Linked DNA regions of Mus musculus: region 2 is linked to region 1. The links are chromatin contacts, called in public Hi-C maps. All regions are on one chromosome and are shown on one strand. The core of a region is the stretch at or near the end of the contact, and the rest is flanking DNA. Distances in the headings are between cores, read along the strand shown.

Region 1 (6,884 bases), core at 2,157-4,656:
TATGTATCCAACTGCTGATTAGCCATTGATGGCCACCCTGGAAGGCTATTTTCCTAAGTGTTATGTATACAAATGGAATTCATTATAAGTGCCTATTTAGGTACTTATTTAGACAGGAATAGGACATGACACATGCATGAAGGGCAGAAGACTCCTTGCAGGAGTCAGTTCTTTCTTTCCACCATGTTGGTCCTGGGGATGAGACTCATTTAGTTTTGGTAACAGGCACTTCTATGTACTGGTCCATCTTGCTGGCCTATATGTTAACATGACTTTAATAAGCCCTTCTTGAACATATTTGACATGTGCTTACCTTTGATCCAAAACTGGCAAGAAACCCTAATATACTCAATGTTTACTCAGCTCACAAGCAACAAATCCTATTCCTTCAGAAAACTTTTGGCAAGTCAGCTAGCCTAGGGAACAGACACTGGAGCAGTACTTGTGTTGAATCAGCATACAACATACATGTAGCTCCTTTGAAACAGGGAACATGTGACTTCCACTTTCACTATCATGCATTTTTTATATCACACACACACACAAATAATTTTCTATTTAAAAATATTTTTTATTAATTCTTTGAGAATTTCACATAATGTGCCCTGATTATATTCACCTCCATTTCCCCCAATTCTCTCTTGGATATATATTGTGTGGATTTTCTTCAAGTACTCCTACCAAGGAAAGCAACCTGTCTCTGAAATACTATTTGCTCATATGATTTTTACACACCCCATTGTTGTGCCTGTTGTTCTTCACAGAACAGGCCTTGAGCTCTTACTTATTTTATTTCTCATCGTGTACACAGAGCGCTAAGCCCATGTACGGCAATCACTCAGCAAATGGAATTTAGGATCCAGAGTTCTCCAAAGTCAATGTGCAAGTCACAGACAAAGGTCTAGAAATATATGGCTGCGTGTTAGAAGAAATAGGCTGGGCCATTTGGAAGATTCAAATTCCTATGGAGTCTGAGAACCATGGCTTTACATAATGCAATCATCTATAATGCAGCCACTGCAGACACCAGAAAAAGAAACCCCTTATAATGGAATCATGTTCAGGTTCTGCTGGTCTTAACCAATGTATATTTGGGGAATCCTTTAGCTTCATTTTTTGGGCACAATAATTTCTTTCTGTTCTCTGCCCTGATCACTTAGAGCATGGGGAAGTTGGGACAACTCAGTAGGCTTCAGACATCCTTACTCTCCTCCCAGCAAGAAATGCATCTGGCAATATGGTCTGTTATATATCTACACACTGACATGAGCATCTTTTATGGTATATTCCATTTTCTACTCTAATCTTTATTTTCTCATTAGATTTATTTTGCAAGTATTTATAGGTCAGATGCCCTATGGAAAGCCTGACTTTAATTATTTCCATTGTTCCTTCTGTCTTCAGATCGTATGGCACTCATTTGCTGATAATATAACAATCTGAAACTCAGTCACCACACTAGCTATATTTATGACCAACGTGTCTTAGGTAATAACTTTGAACACAGAATTGCTTCCTAACCTTTGTATTCATTTTCCTAAATCATAAGGAGGGTCATAAATGACACATATGCATATGTGTCTTCACATCTCTGAGAGCTTCCAAAGGGTATGTTTCTTTATGTTTTAGTAAATTCTTATTTGGAATACTCAAAAAAAAAAAAAAAGAAAAGAAAAGAAAACAGTTGTATGCCCTCAATTCACTGCTCAATTCACTGGCTGTACTTTTTTTTTTTTGACCTAGCCAAAGTGACATAAAGTTGCAAAGAAAAGATGACTACTTGGCTAGTACATACTTGCTTATCTCTATAGTATGAGAATATACTATAATGTCATTATCTCAAGGACCAGAAAGATAGGGAAATGATAAGATCTAGCATCTATTTTTAGTCCAGAATTTATAATGTTAAATTTAGATTGTTCTTACATGTGTCTTTTGTGTTTATTTAATGGAAAAATAATTATAAATTACTGGGCACCTGTTAGGTGTGAAGGACTATTCGAAATAATTCTCGTATTGGATATGTAGTAATCTTTATTACAGATTGAGTCTTGCCCTATTGTATACTTTAGGGAATATGTTAGTATGTTTTATAATAGGTCATACTAGTCAGTAACAGAGGCATTCTTGAAACCCAGAAAATGTTAAACTCCTTTACTTCTCTAAATTATACCTGTGGTACATTATTTGGACTAGCTAGCAGAAAACTGAAAAAAAAAAGTTTCCTCAACTCAAATTAATCTTGATGTATATTAATTGTTTAATGTGTTAGTTTCAAATAATTTATATAGACCTTTGGAAAGGAGAAATAGTGGACAGCACTCTTACTCAAAGCATACAACTAGTTTATTGTTTAAAAGGAAGATGTATTAGGAATTGTGGGTAATTTAAAGGCATTAATGCCACCAGCACCACTAGCAACAACAAGAGATATCTCACATTGACAAAAGAGCTTCTGTGGGCTTTAGTAATTTTTTTTTCTAATTATAACAGAAGCCTTGGCAGTAGTGAGAGTTTAGTTTTTAGAGAAGTTATAATAATAACGGAGTTAACTCTTTAGGAATATTTGCATAAATGATCACTATTAATACTCATTAGAGATTATTATAAGAAATTTTTGTTTTAAAAATTGGTGTGCCTTTGATATATACATACATATAAGTAAAGCAATTTAGTGTATCTATAAAACCATTGTTATTACTTTTATGTAGATGAAAGAAATAGGAAGTTTGAGTACTATCTTCTAACCCATTTTTCAAAAGCCATAAAAAACCCATTGTGGGCTTCATTCTATTGACATGTATGTGGAAGCCAGGCAACTTCAGGACTGCCATGAAGCTCTACTTAGACAGGGTCTCACACTGTTTTAGACCCTGTCAATTAGGAAGGTTCACGCTGATGGCTGATGGAATTCATGCTCTCCTGTTTACAGGCAAGTGCTGTAAGCATGAGCCATCTCTCTAAACCCTAGAGAGAATTCTTGAATTGTGAAAAGCAACTGTAGGTCTTATTTGCCTTAATTTTTTTCCCCCTACTTTCAACATCTGGCCTAAAGAATTAAGATATTTAGGATAAATTGCTGTGACACTTTCCAATTTGAAAACAAAAAACAAAAAAACAAAAAAACAAAAAAAAACAAAACAAAAAAAAACAAAACAAAACAAACAAAACAAAACAAAACAAAACAAAACAAAACAAAACAAAACAAAACAAAAAAACCCGTAAGTAAAGATAAGTTTCATTTGCTCAGAATTCCAACCAGGAGCTTTGGTGCTCTGGTTCAGTACAGATATTTTCCAGGCCATGTACCTCTCAGCCAGCTCTTCTTACCAGGCCTGGGCACAGAAAAAAAATGCATTATCACAAGTATGCAAAATTCTGCCAACCCCTTCTGGTGTCTTTCTTAACTACATGCTTTTCAATTTAGCCTCATAGATGTCAGCTTCTTCCCATAAGAACAGAGGCTTGCACAATCATCAGCTCAGCTGCTTCCGCCATCTAGTGGCAAGAGACAGAAGTGAATGGGTTTTGTTTTCTGTAATTGCTAATGCTGCAAAATGGCAAGAATCAGCTTCATTTTTCAAATCACTGGCATTACTACAAATGCCAAATCTAGAAATACAAATGAACACTAATTTTTAGCAGCTGAAATTGAAGACCTCATGACTTCTGGGGTCACGTGCAACTTTTGGTTGTTTTCAGTTTGTTTTTTGTTTTTGTTTGCTTGTTTGTTTTGTTGTTTGTTTGTTTCTATGGTCAAAGTATTGATTAGGTACCATGTTACTTATGAAGCAGATACTGCTTGACCAACACAATCTTTGGTGGAAGGATATATTCTTGTACACAGGACCTGGCTCCTTTTGAGGAGAATTACTTAGCCTCAGTAAAAAACTGGAGATATTACTACCAGCCAATCACTGTGATGGGACTTGCTGCTTCCTGATCTCAGTAGGTCCTTCTTTCTCCACAAAGTCCTGGATGCTGAGAGTGGATCCTGTATCTCAGTCCTCTGCATTTCTCTTCCTTTTGAGCAACTCTACTCATATTCCCAGCTTGCACTACAGAAAAGATGTCTGTATTGTTAATTCTCTATTAGACTTTTCATCTTCTTCCTCTTTGATATCTGAGGCTTCACATATGCCAGACAAATTCTCTATTAATGACTTTCATAGGGGGACGATTTTAATTTATTTCATATACGTCTTTACCTAATTAGTCAAAAGGAAAGCATTATTTAATCTCCACCTTTCTTTCTTCTACCTTCATGATTTAGTATGTCTCAGAGTCCTGTATATGAGACATCATATATTTTCTAGACAAACTGTCAAATTCATGGTCTCCATGCTCGGTGCCTCCACTTTATCTCTGAGCTCATCACCTTGCCTTCTATGAGATGTCCTTGATTGTGATCTCACTCTTTTCCAGTTTTTCTACAACACCACATGAATAATTGTGTAATTTGCAAGCAGGACTATGTCATTCTCCATTATAAATTTTGCAGTCATCCCTTGTTACTTACAAAATGAAGTTCAGTCTCCACCAAAGGTCATTCTTTGCTTTTGCCACCCCTCTGCCTCACTCTGTCACATGCTGTGCACTCACCCAACTCTCTATATTTGCTATCATCATTTCCCCTCTCTTCCCTATTCAGGTAAGCACCTTCAGTTCTCAGAACCATTGAATATTGACATGATTATTGGAGTTAATGGCAACTTTGACCTTTTCTCCTTAGCTTCTACAAATCTCATCTACAGTTCAATCTCTGATCACATTCACCTCCTATCCAGCCCCAGTGAGCTAAAATAAATAAATAAATAAATAAATAAATAAATAAATAAATATTTTAAAAGGTTATAATTCAAGGTCTTAGAAAGATTTGCCTCTTCTTTTCTATTTTACTGCATATAACATGACATACTATATACGTTAATCTCCATACCTGTGTGTCTAACTAAAGCATGTAAGAAACTTGAAGACAAGTACTTTATAACTCAAAGCATCACACAGAAAACACTATATGGGATGAAGTTGAAGACGATTAAAAGAGTGAGTCAAATAACACAACAAAATATTTTCTTAATACATAGGTTAATGACATCTCAGAAATGCTGGTCATTTTTCCCAAAGTTAGACAAACTGGAAATGACAAATTTGGACTCTAATGTGTATTTGTTTGATCAAAATCCCAGTGGTGATTTATATCACCACAGTAAATTTGGAATGAATGTAACAAACCCCAAGATAGCAGGGCCCAGGTAGTGCTACACAAAGTAATTTGCCCCAAATTTCTAGCTTAGAATATTTCTATAATATGCATTCATACAACTCAATAAATAATAAGATATCAATAGAAATGATGAATTCTTCCATTTTTCTTTATTTGAAGAATGATATTTATTCATGGTATTTGAATCTGACTACTTTTGATTCCAGGACCAGAATGAAGCTTTATACTGTACTTGCTTATTGTGTTAAACAGTCTATCTGTGTCTATTATGGCTATTCCTAGTGTCTATCAGCCTGGCCAAGACATAATTTAATCCAAAAGTAAAAGTTCCATGAGTAATTGTAGTTAGGAAACAGATTTCTCTAGCCATATCCCTAGCTTAGATGATATGATGCATATTATATTAAAAATTCTGAGAAAGATCTGGAGAGATTTCTCAGAGGTTAGGAGCACTGGCTGCTCTTCCAGAGGCCCTGAGTTCAATTTCCAGCAACTACATGGTGGCTCATAATCTTTGTTGTTGATGTTGTTTGTTTTTTGTTTTGTTTTTGTTTTGTTTTGTTTTGTTTTTTCGAGACAGAATTTCTCTGTATAGCCCTGGCTGTCCTAGAACTCACTCTGTAGACCAGGCTGGCCTTGAACTCAGAAATTTGCCTGCCTCTGCCTTCCAAGTGTTAGGATTAAAGGCATGTGCCACCATGCCCGGCCTCATAATCATTTATAATGTGATATGTTTTCCCCCTTTCTGGTATGTATACATGATAACTAACTAAATAAATAAATAAATAAAATTTCATTGACTACTTATTGAACCTTTTCATAAACAAAACAAACAAACAACAACCAAAGGAGCTCTGGGAGATTTCATGCCAAGTTAACACATTTCACCATTGAGATGTGTTGAAGCAGGCATGCATTTCCTTACATCCCATAGACTGCTGATGAGATTCTAGCAAAGGTACCTGTGAAGATGCTAGTCTAGTGTCATTGCAGATGTTAATGGTGAGATAGAGGGAAGTAAAACAGCCATGCAAACAACAAACAACAAAATCCAGAAAACAAAGATGGAGGACAGACAAAGTGGGTCACATGCTTACTGATAATGACTTCTACCTAGGATAGTATTTTACATTGGCCAGCAAAAAATACATAGAATAGCCAAATGAAGACCATTTCCAAATGATAACTCTGCTAGAAACATTGACTCTCAGTGTTAGAGACATTGACTTTGTGTATTATAGGCTATAACCGATGGGCAGAGTCAGAACTGAGAGGGAGGCTCCTCAGTTTGTGGATCTCAGGAGCAAGCCCCAGCCACTCTAGGAAGAAGCAGTAAGGCAAGGAGGGCGTGGATGTTCATCTGCCTGTACTTATTCATGTCACCTTCCTTCTGATTGAGGTCATCCTCTAAAATGTCCCATGGCTCCACTGTCCACATGTTTCCCAGTATTTTCCCACAAGGGTTCAACCAGTGCCCAGTTGTCCTAGTGATGTTCTCTCTCTACAAACTCACCAACCCCACACTGTATGGTAAAGCTTCTCTTCATTCCAATCTCAATAAAAACTAGAAGAAGCACTATCAGTTGCCTAGCTTCAATTTCCGTCCAATTTGTAAAAGATAGCTTTAATTTTCATAGGCAATGACCACTGTTTCTCA
Region 2 (7,322 bases), core at 3,388-5,887, 590 kb before region 1:
ATGTACAAAGATGTTCACATGTGTAGGTGCAGGGGTGTGTGTGTGTGTGTGTGTGTGTGTGTGTGTGTGTGTCTGTTAGTGGGCAGAGTACAGAGATTGACCTTGGGCATTGTCTTTGATCATTTTCTACCTTATGTACTGAAGTGAACTTATCAATTGTGTTGGTCTAACAAGCAAGCCTGACTGGAAGATCTGTCTCTGTTGCTGTCTGCATACTGGAATCACAGATGGACCACCACACCCACTCATGATTTCATGGATCCCGGATATCTAAATCCCAGTCTTCACACTTGTATAAAAAGTGACTAACCACTGAAGCATCTCTAGAGCATCCAGTGCATTTACTCAAGAACTGGTGTACCTCAGATGGCTCTCATGAGAGCAGATCAGGCAAGAAGGGAAAAGGAGCAACCAGAAGAATGGTTACTCTTGTTCTTCACTGAGAGCCCTAAATCCTATTTCCATACCCAAATAGAATATAAATTTGTTTGTTTGTTTTGTTAGAGAAATGAGATTTAGTCTTAATTATAAGCACTACCATTTATTAAGAATTTATATCTTTGTAAGTTTGATATTATTATAGTCATCTAAAGATGAAAAAGATGTTGGTTTAGAAAGATCTACGTTCTTGCCCAAGATTGTCCTAGCATGGACAACAATAATCATAGCCATACCACTGTTTACAAAAGGCTTTACAAACATATACAGATAGAAAATGTGTTGTCCTGATAAGTGTATATTAGCCCAGAAGCTTAGAATACACAACATACAATTTGTAAAACACATGAAACTCAAGAAGAAGGAAGACCAAATTGTGCATACTTTGATCCTTCTTAGAAGGGGGAACAAAATATCCATGGAAGGAGTTACCAGAGACAAAGTTCGGAGCAGAGACTGAAGGAATGACCATCCAGAGACTGACCCACCTGGGGATCCATCCCATAAACAACCACCAAACCCAGACACTATTGTGGATGCCAATAAGTGCTTGCTGACAGGAGCCTGATATAGCTGTCTCTTGAGAGGCTCTGCCAGTGCCTGACTAATACAGAAGTGGATACTAACAGTTATCCATTGGATGGAGGACAGGGTCCCCAATGAAGGAGCTAGAGAAAGGATCCAAGGAGCTGTAGAGGTTTGCAACCCCATAGGAGGAACAACAATATGGACTAACCGGTACTCCCAGAGCTCCCAGGGACTAAACCACAAAGCAAACACACACACACACACACACACACACACACACACACACACACACACACACACACAAACACATGGTGGGACTTATGGCTCTAGCTGCATATGTAGCAGAGGATGGCCTAGTCAGTCATTAATGGGAGAAGTGGCTGTTACTCCTGTGAAGGTTCTATGCTCCAGTATAGGGGAATGCCAGGACCAGGAAGCAGGAGTGGGTGGGTTAGTGAGCAGGGGGAGGGGGGAGGTAATAGGGGGGTTTTGGGAGGAGAAACCAGGAAAGGGGATAACATTTGAAATTTAAATAAAGAAAATGCCTAATTTAAAAAAAAAGAAAAAGAAAGAAAATGTGTTGTTTTGGGCAGTAGGAACAGCTCAATGGCAACTGGAAGAGAGCATGGCTATCATGAACAAGGGTCTGAGGTCTGTCCCCCGCACCATAACAAATGAAAGGAAATAAAATGGCTTACATCTACAGCAATAATGAATGGAATTCATTAGGAGACAATTTGTCACCTAAGGTACAAGATTTGTCATTTTCTCCAGGTTACTTTAGGAAAAGAAAATTTCAACAAATGATGTTACTTTATTAAACACAGTCTTCTCGGGCTATGCATCGGGCTATGCATCTAGCTCAGTGGTTCTCAGCCTTCCTAAAGCTGCAACCTTTTAATACAGTTCCTCAAGTAGCAGTGACCCCTAGCCATAAAATTCATTGCTATGTCATAATTGTAATTTTGCTACTGTTATTAATTGTAATATAAATATTTGTGTTTCTCAATGGTCATAGGTAAAAGGGTAGTTTGACCCTAAAAAGGTTATGACTCATGGGTTGAGAATGACTGATCTAGAGGAGATAGGTGCACAAAATAAGGAGAAACCATTAAACTTTAAATTGGATGATAGTTTTGATCAGCTATATATATGGAGCCAACAAGAAGTCTTGGTGCTAAGTTTACAAAAGTTTCCCGTAAATTTTTAAATGTTATCTCCAAGCATGTGGAGAGAATGCACTCATGAATGTGACTTTGTCTGCATATGCTTTGACTGCAAACTTACTTTGTTATGTGTAATAAGAGAAGATCCTCAGATATTTGAAACTTATATTGACTACCATTTCTGAAACTCTACCAATAGGAAATTGGTTTCTGTGAGTGTAGAAGGGCAGTTGAACACTTTAAATGGGATATAGTCTTGTGTGTGTGTGTGTGTGTACACATGCATGCTCTACTTTGTTTCCACTCTTCTTCTGACCATCTCTCTGGATTTGTTTGTTTAACAGATTTCTTATATGGAGGGTAGTGAGGGAGGGGCTTCTAGTTCATTACAAAGAAAAGGGATAGATGAGATATCAGGAGAAACACAAGCCAGGGAACTACTTCTTGGCTTATTAAGAGCTAGCATAAGGGGATGTAGTTATGGTTTAGTTGTTAAGAGAACTTGTTCTTCCAGACATCTGGAGTTTAACTCCCAACACATATATTGGGCGGCTCACAGCTACCTTAACTCTAGTTCTAGGGGATTGGGTGGCCTCTTCTGGCCTTCAGGGCATGTGTACAGTCAGGCACATGTTCACACACACACACACACACACACTTAACATTAAATTTTGAAAATATTTTTATACATTTAAAAATACATTTAAAACACTTTAAGTATATGAAGGAGACATTAATGGCTAATTTACAGATAAAAGAAACAGGCTCAATAGAAGTTCCAGGTTATATGGCTTGTCATTGTTGGAACCAAAAGAACAGATAAATCATGTTGCTTTGTTCTTAAACTTACACTTGTCTTGTTTACTATGGATACAGACTTGAGGATCATGGGCCCTAAATATGCAGGGAAGGTACTAGAATGGGAGATGTGATGATTAACATTGAGTGATACCTAGGAGACCAGATACTGGACACATCTGTGAAGACTTATCTCAGTTAGGTTAACCTAGGTGAGAAGACCTACACCGACTACAGGCAGCACCATTTCATGGGCTTGTGTCTCAGGATGTGTAAGAAAAACTAATCAGTTGATCTCACTCACTAACCTGTCTCTGCATCCTTACTATTGATGTGCTGTGACAAGAAGGCCTCTGGATTTTGGTTCTACATCGCCCTTTCCATGATGGAATGATCCCATCAGATTGTAAGTCGAGAAATGTCTCCTTTCTTTAAGTTACTTCTTTTCAAGCATTGTTCACAGCAACAAGAAGCATAATGAGCACAAGATGAATGCTTGCACATTTTATTAATAAGGAACAATGATATCAAAATGCAATTTCCTACCAATGTTCATAACCTTCCTTCAACAAGGGATTATACTTTGCAAAATTTAGTAGGCTTTGCAAAGTGTGGTTTTTTTTTCCCCCTATAGCTCCGTGAGAATTTTTCAAGTTTATGCCTAGAAATAAAATGGTTCAGCTCTTGACAGCGCCCACTATGAGGACAGAACGTCCACGTTTGAAGAAGGTTTGAAAAAGGTATTTTTACATGGTTATGCCTCCTGTCACATGGTCATCAGAACTGTGCCTGGACCATGCTACAAGTTTTCTTCAAATCAGCTTCTCTGCCTTTATTCTTGAAATTACAGAGATACATGTCATTGGGTATAATCCATGGTTACATTGTTACCCTCATTAGATTGCAAACTACTCAGGAGTAGGAATTGGATGTTATTTCCATAGTGATCTTCTCAAAGTCTTTAGCTGAATGTCAGAAACATGATAGACATTCCACACATGTTTTGTTGAATTGATGAATTAAGTGATAATCAATCAATGACTTACTGGATGGTTATCTCCTGCATAATTTTCTTTGAGTAGTAAGACTATAGTATAAGCAAGAGATTTAATCAGACATGAGACATAGTAAATATTGATGACTATCAGTGCGAGAATACACTTTGGTGGAGGAATCATCTGCCAGTCCTGAAGATCATCAGAGAGATTAAGTGAAGAGAAAGACCGCTGGCTTTCTCTTTGATAGCTGAGCAGCATCTGGCCTGTGTCAGAGGATATGGATGTGCTATCTTATAATTGGCCAGGAGAAGGAAGTAAACAAAAGTCCTAATGGAATTTGAGAGTCTCTGAGGGATGAACAATATATGCAGAGAAAAACACCAGATTTAGTTTGGATATATAAAGATGGATGTCTCAGGATGAACAATTGAGTTCAGGCTGACAAATGGTAGCCACATAAATTCTCTTTCGTTTGGAAAAGTGAATAAAAATAGTAAGTAAAATAAATGAAGAAAGTTCATTGAGAGACCAGGAGACTGAGGATAGAGAAAGATGACAGAGATGGGTAGGAAGCAGCGGTGGCAGGAAGGATGTCAGCTCCAGCACACAGGTAGATAAACAGGAAAGGCATCAGGCCAAGCAATGAGCAGAACAGCAGAACTAATCAGAGACAGGAGTGAGAAAATTATGTCTTTGCAGCACACTATCCTGATGAGCAACCAGGAGTCTGAATCAGACTGCATTTCTGGAGAAGACAGCAGATCCAGCATGAGTCAGCTTCCTTATGTTACATTTCTAAATTGCAACTTCTACTAATCAACATCACTCTAGATTGTTTTCAGCTAAGCAATGTGCAATCCAGTGTCCAGCAACTAATAACAGTGCTTTCTCTTTGTCTAGTTGTTGCCTATCTTCTTGTTCTCATGAAAGCCTTGAACTCCTTATGAGGTCAGATTCTCTGCTATTGGTATAGATTCTCAGGGCATCACAGTCCTTCCTTCCCCTTTTATAGAGCTTAGCACAGTAATAGGTTTACATTGGTTTGTGTGATTGATCAATATTTCCTTTTCTGTAGTAGAATGAATACAGAACTGATTTTCTTCCTTCCTTCCTTCCTTCCTTCCTTCCTTCCTTCCTTCCTTCCTTCCTTCCTTTCTTTCTTTCTTTCTTTCTTTCTCTCTCTCTCTCTCTTTCTTTCTTTCTTGTTCTTTCTTTCATTCTCTTTCTTTCTTTCTTTCTTTCTTTCTTTCCTTTCTTTCTTTCTTTCTTTCTTTCTTTCTTTCTTTCTTTCTTTCTTTCTTTCTTTCTTTCTTTCTTTCTTCCTAAGCATTCTATTTCCAACTGAATTTATTCACTTGCAGCATCATAAACAGACAAAAGTCTATAAGAGCCTCCTTAATTCTGCAAAGATGCTATTAAAAATGACAGCATTTATAGAGGAATGGGGTATGAATCTAAAGAACAGGTTGGTGCTGTGAAAACATTAGGAGGCTTGAGACTGATAACTGTCACAGTTTGAGTAATTAAATCCTGCCATAGAATAAGGGTATCTGTATCTGGCTAGTAAACTTGAAGCTGAGACTTTTTGTATTCCTCTTCGACTCCTTGGTATATAATCAGCTCTCCAGTGCTGTTTCAATCAGTGTCATATGTGACTCTATTATTACTTGTTTACTGGGTATTGATTAAGAGTGGTAATTTTCCAGTTGAATGTTCTAAAGCTCACTGTTTTGGGTTTTCCTAATTGCATAATAATGAGGAGAAAATTAATTTATAATTTACTTTGAGGTCTTTATTAAACCAATTTATTAAAAATAAAAATTACTCCCAAGAAGATATGCCTACTGGTAATAAGTAATCACATTAGTTCAGATTATGCACAGAAAATAAGAACTACTTCTAAGAAAATAATGTTTTCAGCCAAATTCTCCTGTGGATTCTGTGACATGCCTTCTTGACAGACAGCCACTGATGAACTCAGAGACTCTGTCAGAGTGGGAGGCCACTGAGCCCACAGCCCAGCAGCTCCTAATAACCACATTTCTGACCTAAGGCCTCTGCTTTATTCTTGGTACCACTGGATAAAACACAAGCCGATAGGGTAAAAGTTTTTTTTTCTTTCTTTCTAATTTAGTACCTTTTCAGGGGAACAAATCAAATTAGGAATTAATTCTATTGGTATTACCCTCTTATGAAATTTAGTTTTTGACCTCAAAAACCTCCAAAATCATATTGATTTCTACACCTTGTTTAAATGGCCTCCACATTAGCCAAGTTGTAATAAAACTTACAAAAAGATTTGTTTATTTGTTCACAGTTGCTATTTCAACAGCAGATGGCAATAGAAATCCAGGCCCTCTGAGAGCTTTAGCATCTGAGCTTGGGAAGTTCTTAAATACCTCCTCTCTGCAGTCACAGCACTTTTTAGCATTGATAAATTCTGGGCGCTCCATAAAGTTTCCTGACACCTTTTGTATTGTCAGCTCTGTACACGGAAGGAAAGATTACAGGGCCCAGGAAAGAATGTTTCTTTGGTTAAGGAAATAGGGGGGGAAAAAAAAAGCCCAACAGAAAGCAGGCAAACGAGCTGAGGCCTCTGTAAGAGCAGAGGTGGAAACAGGAATCAGGAAACAAGAAAAGAAATGGCAAGGAAATGTGACTGGAGGCAGAGGTGGTGCCAGGGTGACATTCTCTACTGCTCCTAATGAGGGATTTAAGTTTAATCTCTGAAGATTCAGAGTTCCCCCACTCCCGGGTGAGTCCTTTCAGTTTAGGATCCTTGGCAGGGATAAGGCTAGAAATCCCACCCTGAAGCTTTTTAACTCCAGAGGCAGGTCTGTTCATATTGGAGATGATTTTATTTTGGTGGGGGTAATGGTGGTGGTGACAGGGATTCAATGTCTTTGAAAAACATTGAAAACATTATTATTATCTGCTGTTAGTTCCCTTAATTTAGTTTTTTATCTGTTCTGTAAAAACATTCTTCATGTGGCTGGATAATGACGTAAACAGGCAGGAGGCAAAAGGCGGTGTCTCTCATTGGTTAAGAGCATACATATACTACTCGTGCAAGGGACTGCATGCCATTCCTAGCACCCAATTGAGTCAGCCACAACCACCTGTAGCTCCAGTTCCCAGTTCCAGAGGTATCCTCTGCCTCTGGTCTTCATGGGTACCTGCGCTTATATGCAGACACATATGCATATTCACTATTAAAAACAAAGTGTTAAAATAAAGAAGTTATGCCTATATGTGATTTTCAGCTATAGGTAGCATTTAAACATTGTAGGGATATACAGAAATCTCCATGTGCCTCTCTGTTTTTAAGAAATTGCTAAACTTATTTCTAACCTTTTCCCCCATTCTTCCCTCTTCCTTCCCTCTCCTCCCTTCC

What was found. Hi-C and Micro-C count contacts between places; a contact is called where the count stands out from the background.
Region 2: a Hi-C map of the N1E-115 cell line shows a contact between it and region 1, with 7 times the contacts expected there. The contact joins two enhancer-like sites. A contact is called at or near these places in 1 of 15 datasets of contacts at CTCF or cohesin (the NIH/3T3 cell line), 36 of 484 Hi-C or Micro-C datasets (the BV-2 cell line, CD8 T cells, the F1.1 cell line and 26 more) and 3 of 115 datasets of contacts at active chromatin or transcription factors (the 230-238 cell line, PVALB interneurons and pro-B cells).

What each region holds. Positions count from the first base shown.
Region 1 is chr7:91,453,968-91,460,851 of GRCm38.p6, reverse strand. The region is part of intron 2 of Dlg2 (discs large MAGUK scaffold protein 2); the gene reads right to left. Among named protein-coding and RNA genes, the nearest start is that of Gm24552, 210 kb to the right of the region's middle. Within about 2 kb of position 3,406, at least 4 of the 459 cell types and tissues checked have an H3K27ac peak or open chromatin away from gene starts, as enhancers often do. A contact at or near this core is called in the N1E-115 cell line, where this site is marked.
Region 2 is chr7:92,046,421-92,053,742 of GRCm38.p6, reverse strand. The region is part of intron 11 of Dlg2 (discs large MAGUK scaffold protein 2); the gene reads right to left. Among named protein-coding and RNA genes, the nearest start is that of 4930567K12Rik, 69 kb to the left of the region's middle. Within about 2 kb of position 4,637, at least 13 of the 459 cell types and tissues checked have an H3K27ac peak or open chromatin away from gene starts, as enhancers often do. A contact at or near this core is called in the N1E-115 cell line, where this site is marked.